3 separate regions of the Mus musculus genome follow, and all the other regions are linked to region 1. Evidence: chromatin contacts called from public ChIA-PET and HiCAR-type data. All regions are on one chromosome and are shown on one strand. Each heading gives the region's core, a stretch centred on a gene start, on an enhancer-like site or on the middle of the called end of the contact. The rest is flanking DNA. Distances are from core to core; before and after follow the strand shown.

The links. ChIA-PET counts read pairs in DNA pulled down with a chosen protein or histone mark. HiCAR-type assays count read pairs that join an accessible place to other places.
Region 2: a contact with region 1 is called in an RNA polymerase II ChIA-PET map of memory CD8 T cells, with 34 read pairs. The contact joins the enhancer-like site here to the promoter of Zfp367 in region 1. A contact is called at or near these places in 1 of 39 promoter capture datasets (pre-B cells), 1 of 484 Hi-C or Micro-C datasets (muscle stem cells), 2 of 115 datasets of contacts at active chromatin or transcription factors (memory CD8 T cells and pancreatic cancer cells) and 1 of 9 other capture datasets (adipose tissue).
Region 3: a HiCAR-type map of embryonic stem cells shows a contact between it and region 1, with 3 times the contacts expected there. The contact joins the enhancer-like site here to the promoter of Zfp367 in region 1. A contact is called at or near these places in 4 of 39 promoter capture datasets (the C10 cell line, hippocampal neurons, liver and 1 more), 6 of 115 datasets of contacts at active chromatin or transcription factors (astrocytes, bone marrow-derived macrophages, embryonic stem cells and 2 more) and 1 of 9 other capture datasets (liver).

Annotation. Positions count from the first base shown.
Region 1 is chr13:64,151,676-64,154,574 of GRCm38.p6, forward strand. It overlaps Zfp367 (zinc finger protein 367), which reads right to left and starts at 1,524. Exons shown (of 5, transcript NM_175494.5): 1 at 925-1,524. The coding sequence starts at 1,314.
Region 2 is chr13:63,242,384-63,245,282 of GRCm38.p6, forward strand. The region is part of intron 13 of Aopep (aminopeptidase O); the gene reads left to right. Among named protein-coding and RNA genes, the nearest start is that of Gm16907, 53 kb to the right of the region's middle. Within about 2 kb of position 1,363, at least 106 of the 459 cell types and tissues checked have an H3K27ac peak or open chromatin away from gene starts, as enhancers often do. A contact at or near this core is called in adipose tissue, memory CD8 T cells, muscle stem cells and 1 more, where this site is marked.
Region 3 is chr13:63,540,329-63,543,227 of GRCm38.p6, forward strand. It overlaps Ptch1 (patched 1), which reads right to left. Exons shown (of 24, transcript NM_008957.3): 7 at 2,756-2,877; 8 at 1,837-1,984; 9 at 829-960; 10 at 354-509. Among named protein-coding and RNA genes, the nearest start is that of Ptch1, 24 kb to the right of the region's middle. Within about 2 kb of position 1,418, at least 14 of the 459 cell types and tissues checked have an H3K27ac peak or open chromatin away from gene starts, as enhancers often do. A contact at or near this core is called in embryonic stem cells, where this site is marked.

The sequences.
Region 1 (2,899 bases), core at 274-2,773:
AACATCTCTACTGTTCTTTCAAATATGCACTGTGGTGCAAGTTTCAACTTTACTGCTCTATAATAATACCACTAGCTAAGTACCTACTTCCTCACACAAAACAGTTTCACCTTTTTGGCTACCGCCCATACACAATGTTACCAAACTTGCTTCAATTGATAAACTAGGCATCCCTTAATCCGCTGGGTAATTTGCTTTGCTACACCTGTAGCAAATCAAGTTATTCTGGCAGTCAACCAACAACAGAAAACTGCATATTTATCTTGCAATACCATGTATTCGACACACAGATTTACCGATACCTTCCTGAGCTCTGATGAATGTCCAGTATTAAGTCTAGCCCCATAAACACACTCCCGGTTCCTTCCGAGCACAGTCACCGTGTGCCAACACTCCCACTAGCTAGCTATACATACGATTTTCATGAAGACGCTTTAACAAACTCCCTAACCCTCAGCTGCTCCGGATGTAAAGGGTATAGTAGGGCATGGTGTCGCTAGCCTTGAATTCCAGCACTCGGAAAGTAGAACTCTGAGAGTCCCAGGCAGGCCAGGGATACAGTGCGATACTTGGCCCCCGCCCCAATGTGGGCTGGAGCCAAATGCTCACATCCTTCCTTCCCACATCTAAGCAGGCCGAGGCCGCGAGGTTACAAGCACAGCAGTGCAAGGCATCTGGACACAGCGAGCCTCCCCCTCATCACCCCGCTGCACCTGCTGCCCTCAGACCGGCCTTCGCGCCGCACCCGTCACATGACCACCTTGCCCCCAAAGGTCCGGTTTTGGCGCGCGGCAGTGACGTCAGCGTCCTGTCAGCCACCGCCCCCGCCACCCCGCTTTTCCTCTCCGGCCCCGCCCCGCTGGCGAGCGGCGCCGTTAACGGGCCCCAGGCCGCCCCGCGCCCGGGGCCGCCCGAGCCACTCACCTTGAGGTGGCCGCTGTCTGGGCTGCTCGCCTCCTCCTCGTCCTCCCCGCCCGACACGGCGGCCACGGAGGCGGAGGACTGAGGCGCACCCCGCAGCGTCGGGAGTTCAGCCGCCACGGGCAGTCCGGCTGAAACGACGCCGCCCGCCGCCCCCGGGCTGAGCGTCACGTTATGCGCGTTCTCACCCCAGCGCCACGGGTACACCATGAAGTCGCTGAAGCCGGGGCTAGTGGGGACGAGCGGCGGCGGCGGCTCGGGCTCCCCCACGCTGCTGCACGGAGGCGTTGCCGGCGTGGTCCTGATGACCGATACCAGTACGCGCTTCGGGGAGTCGTGGCAGAAGACGACCGGCGGCGGCTCCGCCATGGGTGCCGGGGCGCCGCGGATCATGCTGGCTCGTCTGCAGCCCTCGCGCTCTCGGCGGCCCGAGCTTGCCTTGCTCGCCCGCGCTGCTACGTCTCGGCGCCTCACAGCCGCCGGCTCATGGCAGGCGGCTCCGGGCGATCAGGCTGCAGCAGCGTTGCTGACAGGAAAACGGGACGCGAGGCGCCGAGTCCCCGAGAATAACAACCTGCCGCCGCGGTCCCCGCTTCGGCTTTTCCCGCGTTACATTTCGCGCCTGGGCGGAACCAGTCACCGCGAGGACCCTGCGGCTGGCCACCGCGACGAGTGACAGGTCGCGAGAGCCAATAGCCGGGTCCAGGCTGTGTTCCGTCCGGAGGGGGCGGAACCAATTCGAGCGCGGGTCCTTACTGCCACGTCATTGGCCGCCGCTCTCATACTTTTTTGTCTGGAGGGCCAACTGCGTTCGAAAGTCTGTAGGAGCGCGCGTCTTGTCCTGACACACCCGTCGGGAGCCCCACCCTGGCCGGATGACTCCTGCGAAGGTGGGGAGGGGGAAAGAGGCTGTTGATTGGAGGAGCTGCGGGAAAGGGGCGTGGTGGTGGGCGGGGCGAGCATGCTGGGTCCCTCCCCCACCAGAAGAAGAGGGGGTGTAAAGAGGGTAGGAGTCTGGAGAAGTTGCAGTGGAGAGGGCCCTCCCCATCGCCCCACCCAATCCGCCCCCTCCCGCGCGCAGCCAGTTTAAAGGGCTGAGGCCGCGCCCGTCCCACCCCACCCCACCCACGGCTGCTCAAGGCGCCAGCAAAGCACCACTTCTTTTTGGGCGTTGGGGGGTTGTTGTTGGTTTTGTTTTGTTTTTCGAGACAGGGTTTCTCTGCATAGCCCTAGCTGCCCTGGAACTCACTTTGTAGACCAAGCTGGCCTCGAACTCAGAAATCCACCTGCCTTTGCCTCCCAAGTGCTGGGATTAAAGGCATGAGCCACCACCGCCCGGCTTGTTTTTGTTTTGAGACAGGGTCTCTATAGAGTCCTGGCTGCCCTGTAACTCCCTATGTAGGGACCAGGAGGGCCTCGAAGTCAGAGATCCCATTCGCCCCCCCCCCTCCATACACACACACACCCAGTACTGGGACTAAAGACGTGAGTCACCACTCCTGCCTAAGGGCATGGGTTCTTAATGTGAGTCCCGTGACCAGCCCTGCTACGGTTCCCGGACTATTGGTTCTTGCTGCCAGGCTCGGGACCGCGGTGGGACGCATGAGCAACCATTCGCACAGTAGTCAGCTCCCGGTCGTACTTGCTTGCAGTGTTTCCCAGGCAGTCTGATGGTGGTAGCAGTTCAAAGATTTTTTAAAAATCTCTTTAGAGGCTAAAGGATAGAACTGGCAACTGGAGCTCATTTGCTTGCTGCGTTTCCCAGGCAGCCTGTTCCTAGTAGAGACTCCATAAAGATTTTTATATCTGAATGAGTATCCAGTGGTTAAGCGATAGAACCGGTAACTAAACTCCATCAAATACAAAGCTATGCCTAAATTAATTTAGGCACCAGAGTGTTGTTTTAGAGAAAACTGCCTAAATTAACAAATCAAAGCAGCCAATAGTGTGACCTTATTTTTAGCCACATCTTTATTTT
Region 2 (2,899 bases), core at 113-2,612, 910 kb before region 1:
ATGTCCTCCATTCCTCAAATGTCCCCCACTTGAGGCTCTCAGAAGTCAACCCAGATCAGACCAAACTGGACTGGGCTAGGTGGATCTGGCCGAATGGTCTGTGGACTAGATCCGAGTGACTTCAGCTAAGTGGCCGGTACTAACTATGCTAGGACTGCAACGTTTTCCTTCCATGGGTGGAGGCGGCTCTTACTGCCTGGTAAAAACAGAACTGTTGGGATAACTTGAGAAAGGAAAACAGCCACGGCAGGCAGCAGGCCAGGATCCGAGCTGTGTGGAAAGAATGCCATTTTATGGGAAACATTTTGTTTTACCCTTAAAGAAATCATCTCAGGCACTAAATGATGGGCATAGTCTGATGGAGCTTGAAATATTAGCTGAGAGTTTGAGCCAGAAAAGCAGTGCAGTGAAGTCTGAGCTGTGAAGAAGCAAATGGAACAAGCTGAGTGACTTTGCCACCTCACCCTGTGAGTGACTGGAGTGCTTTCCTAACTGCCCTGGCCTCATGTCCTGTCTCTCTCTGGCCATTCCTGTTATCAGGAAGCCATCTTTAAGGACTTTATGTACCCATCTGAAGGACCATCATTCTTCATTCTCCCTTTTACATCTCCACAGGATGTCCCTTGACATCCCTTTCCATGTTGTCCTAGCTTCCTATCTCTGCCACGGCTGTAACCAGATTACCTCAAGCCCGTGTCCTCTCTCCTGCTCCTGAATTGTTTCCCACCCACTCTGATGTTCTTCCTTTCTCTGTTATTTCAAATGCTTGTTATTTAGTCTGAGTAAATTTGGCTACAAAAAAACGAGAATGTGCATAGCACACAGACTACAGTCCTGGGCTAGCTCTGTGGGGCTGGCTAGAGCTGTGATTCCAACAGTGAAAAGAGTGTGTGTGTATGTGTGTGTGTGTATGTGTGTATGTGTGTATGTGTGTGCGCGCGCGCACGCGTGTTAACTGTAATAGCTTTTGCTACATGATCTATTATTGACTTTGGAAGAACACATTAACTTTTAAACATAAATTGTGTATCACTATTATACAGTAAGAATTAATATTTTAAGGTATGTACATGAAAATAGAGTTTAGATAACTTCATTATTCTAAGAACTAAAATATATAACACAATAGCACCTTATGCAATGGTATATTTTAAAGACAATGCACTTGGAGTTTAAAGAAAACTCTCTATTGTAAGATTCAAAAGACTCCGACTTCTTGATTACTGCACATTTAATAACTTAGAGAAAACCCCCTTTGCCATTTCCATTTTAGCCTTTGTGTGCATGCTGAGATCAGAAGTATTCATAGGCTGGCTTTCCAGCCACTGGGGTGACTCACAAGCCATCCTCTGTGTCTGGTGTATCTGAAGCAAAGGTCCAGAGGGTGGTGAACCAGCCTTTGTGAGTCATAGTGTCACCGAGAGCCGACACTGTTGACTTCTGTCACAATTTGGAGCTTACAATTTTCTTAAACTCATAGTGATGTGTCCAGGTTAAATATAAAGACTGAACAGGGGAGTGAGGCACATGGCCCGAGCTGTTCATGGCCCATAGCGGCAAGTAGTCAGCTCTGTCTCTTCTCCTTCTGATAAAATGCTAAAGTTTGGAGCAATTTAATCTGTTTTTACAACACCTTTCTTATTACACACTTGACTTGGAGCCACAAAAGCAGTGGTGATCTCTGTTGGGGTGAGAATGCACCGTGACTTTTAAGTCTGTGAATTCAGGGAGGTCTACATTCTGTTTACGCCTTTGAGACGCAGTGTGCACTTGCTACACTTCTGCCGTGTGTGTGTGTGTGTGTGTGTGTGTGTGTGTGTGTGTGTGTGTGTGTGAGAGAGAGAGAGAGAGAGAGAGAGAGAGAGAGAGAGAGAAAGGGAGAGAGAGAAAGCGAGCGAGCGCGAGCGCACCCAGAATGTTAAAGGTAGGTGATTTAGGCTTGAAATAGTTTGTCACAGTGTTTGTCTTTTGTGACATAAGTCTTTTATATTCTGTTGTAATTCTGGAAACCAGTATTTAAGATTTTTGTTTTGTTTTAAAGTTACTTAACTCTTTACTGGACTCACAGCAGCCAGTGGCGGCTGATAGACTTCAATCACTTGTAGCCCTGGATGCACAAGCCAGTAGTAAAAGCAACCCTTGAGAGCTGGGAGCATGCAGCCAAGTGCCCACAGTTACTGGTAGCCACTCCCTGCACCCAGCAACCTGGTGGGTATGGGTGGCTGCCCTTATACCTGAGGCAAGGCTCCCCTGGAGTTTCCTAGGCATGGTGCCCTTGCCTCTTTTAAGAGTACTGTTGCTTTGTGAGAATCCATAACTAGTCCACACTTGCCGAGCTATGGTCTCATACAATAGCTTCATTGATTCTTGATTTCCATAGAAAAGCTTTATGGGTTCTAATGAATTACCAGCCGCCCTTCACCTCCTCAGAGAGTGTCTTTGTGTCCTGGGCCTTGCCTTTGGAAAAGGACTTATGTGAGTGATGGGTGCAGAGTAATTAATGAAAGTTGTTATGAAGCAACCAAGCCGGGGAGGGTTGTGTGTGTGTGTGTCTGTGTGTCTGTATGCAGTTTACTGTATTGCTTAGATGCTTAAGTAATCCTGTGTACCTGGGCCTTGTTTCTATACCTCTTCCTACCCTTGTATTTATAATAAATCTTTAACAAATACAATATTGAACATTCTATATCCAAATCTCATGTCAGATCAAATCATGCAAGATCTTGACATTTTTGCTCTCTTTAAGCTGGACCAAGAGAAAATTGCTATATTTTGTAGCCTCAGGAAGACAGTCTGGTTTGTGTAATGTTATACCATTAAATTTTCATCTGTTCCCTAGACTGATTCTTTTTAAGAGTCTACAACTTAAAACCAGAAGAGATTCTGACATCTCTGTGTG
Region 3 (2,899 bases), core at 168-2,667, 610 kb before region 1:
AAAAAAAAAAAAAAAAAAAAGCTTTGTTAATGTATGTGTATATGCCGCCACATGACTAATCAAAGGTCAAAGGTCAATTTTGTAGAGTCCTTTCTTTCTATCTTTATGTAGGCTCTAAAGACTGAACTCGGATCACCAGGTTTGCAGGGTTAAGTGCCTTTCCCCACTGACCCATTTCACCAGCTCTCCAGCCTTTTAGCCCATATATCAGATGGGTCTACTGAGAGCCAGCCCTCCCCTTTCCCTTACAGAAAAGGTTTTACAAACGCTTTAGGTAAGATAGATATGAAGGGGCCGGCAGGCCAGGAAAGGTGTGTTGGCCAGAGGACAGCAACGAATGGCCCCTGAAGTACCTGAGTTGTCGCAGCATTAAAAGAAATGCCAATCAAGGAGCAGAGGCCCAATCCTGCAGCCACTGACAGCGCAACCAACAGGACGCCAGCCAGCCCCACGGCACCCTGGGACTTGGAGCAGTCCCAGCGCAGCATGGTTAAACAGGCATAGGCAAGCTGCAAGCAGAACGATTGGGGGAAGGGGACAAAAGGGAATCGGAGAGAGGGAAGGGGAGGACACAAAACAAGAGCCAAACATTAGAATGTGTAACAATTCTAACGTTTTACCCACCCCATCGCCCCACATCCAAAGGCAGAACCTATCGACTCCAAAGACAAAACTTTACACTATGAACACCACACAACAGGGTGGAGACCACTTCTAAAATCCTTCCAAGGCTGAGCCGTCTTGGGCATACTTTTATGTTAGGGGCAGTTAAAAAACAGGTACCGTCAAAGTAAAATTACAAACCAACCCACGGGAGCCCAGAATTACCATCAGTAGGTAGCCGCTGGCCACTCGGATGACACTGACATCAGAGAAGGATTTTAGGATGTCGTCCAGGGTCGTGGTTGTGAAGGGAAGCACCTTTTGAGTGGAGTTTGGGGCGACACTTTGATGAACCACCTGTGGCCACAAGACAAAGCTAAATTCCCAGGAGCCAAAGCAACAAGAGCACAGACTTGGGGAACACCACCATGTGCCTCCAACCGTCTGCTGATACAGCAACACGAGGTCCCAATCAAGTGGACAGCGGTTGAGGGAAGAGAAACCTGCTTTTGACAGTGAGGGCTGCTGTGCTCAAGGGAGGGCAGGCGGTCTGTGGTCACCCAGAGTGTTTTACTTTGTAACTCTAAGGTTCCTTACTCCACAGCCAGATGATTGTTGCCTTAATCCAAAACAACTCATTCTTATAAATTCCACCTCCCCCCCACCCCTTCATTTGCTGGACACTTTCAAAAGGTCACAGGCAGCTCCATAGAGGTCACTGCTTGGGGAAACAAAGGCCAGCCTCCTGTCACATGACCTGACCAAGGGGCCTGCAGCTGTGAATAGATTCTGTTTTGCTAATGTTTTCCAGACACCTTTTCTTGTTCACCCAGTGTGGGTTTTCCCCCTCCCCCTTTTGCACTGTTATGCCTGGGCTCTGAGATCTACAATAGTTACTAGGCATGTTTCAGGGAACCCCAACTAAGAATGAGTGTCTCTTCAGACACTACTCCCAAAACTTTCAATGGCTGGATAAAGAAAATCAAGCTTGCATTTCATGCAGTGCTTAGAATTAAAGTTTGTATTGAAGAGATGGAGGCTGAGTTCAGTGGTGTAATCCCAGCAATCAGGAGGCTGAGGCAGGAGGACAGCAATTTTGAGACTGCTTGGGCTGCACTATTAGACTAAACAACAAACAAAAATCCCACTACACCTAACGGGAAACAATGTTTCAATAGGAAAGGAAGACTGGGCTCAGTTACAAGTTGTCCTGATTTCTAGGCAGGGCCTCACCTCCACGTAAGTCCTCTGCCAGGCCTCCAGGATGGCGGCTGCCCTGTCTTCATTCCAGTTGATGTGAGAGACATAGTCGTAGCCCCTGAAGTGTTCATACATTTGCTTGGGAGTCATTAACTGGAACATGGTTTGCAGGGCGTGAGCGCTGTCAAGGTGAATGGACAGAAGGAAGGTCAGCACAGCGGCCAAGCAGTGTGTGCAATGTGAAGTCCCAAGCAAGCATCCCCAGTTTTCCCTCAGACTTCTTCCCTCCTCTGTGTGCACATGTTTCCATTCAAACAAGACCAGGATGGTTATTGTATTTAATAGATTGATGTACCATATTAAAGGTGTAACCTTACAAACCTTTTACAGATAGACCCCAAAATTAAATTAATAAGCAATTTCCTTTCTCAGTTCCTATTCCATGAAACAGGAAGGAGAGGGGAGTAGATAGCTTGACCAGATACACTGGGTTCAGCCACACACTCTCTGTGTGCAGAAATCCCAGAGACAGTGTCCCGAGGGAGAAACCTCAGACGAAACACCTGACACTTGACTGACTGGAATCCTGGCTGCACAGAGGCCAACTCTTGCCTTGCTTGCTGTTCCTGGTCTTTGACTCTTAACAGTGCGTGACACAGATCAGCTCCTACCCCTCAACTCATTGTACACTAATACTGGATTTTCTTATCCCATTAGTCTATGTAAGGGCAGACCTTCCAAAACCTTGAAATCAACAGCTACTGCTCTGATGAAAACTACAAATCCATTCTAGAAAACCTTGCCCACAAGATCTCTTTGCAAGCTGGTCTGGTGTGCTAATGTTCCCCAAGGTTCAATGAACTGGACAGCTAGCTAAGATTTACATGAGTCCAAAGGCCTGTGTACAAGAAAAGGGGCACAGGCTAGAGTGGGGGGTACTCTGCTGGATTACCTGACAAGTTTTCCAGTGGCATTCTTGACGGTACCACCCACAATCAACTCCTCCTGCCAATGCATATACTTCCTGGATAAACCTTGACATCCACCATTCAAAACAAGGGCCACATCAAGAGGCTGTAATGAAAAGACAGTCACA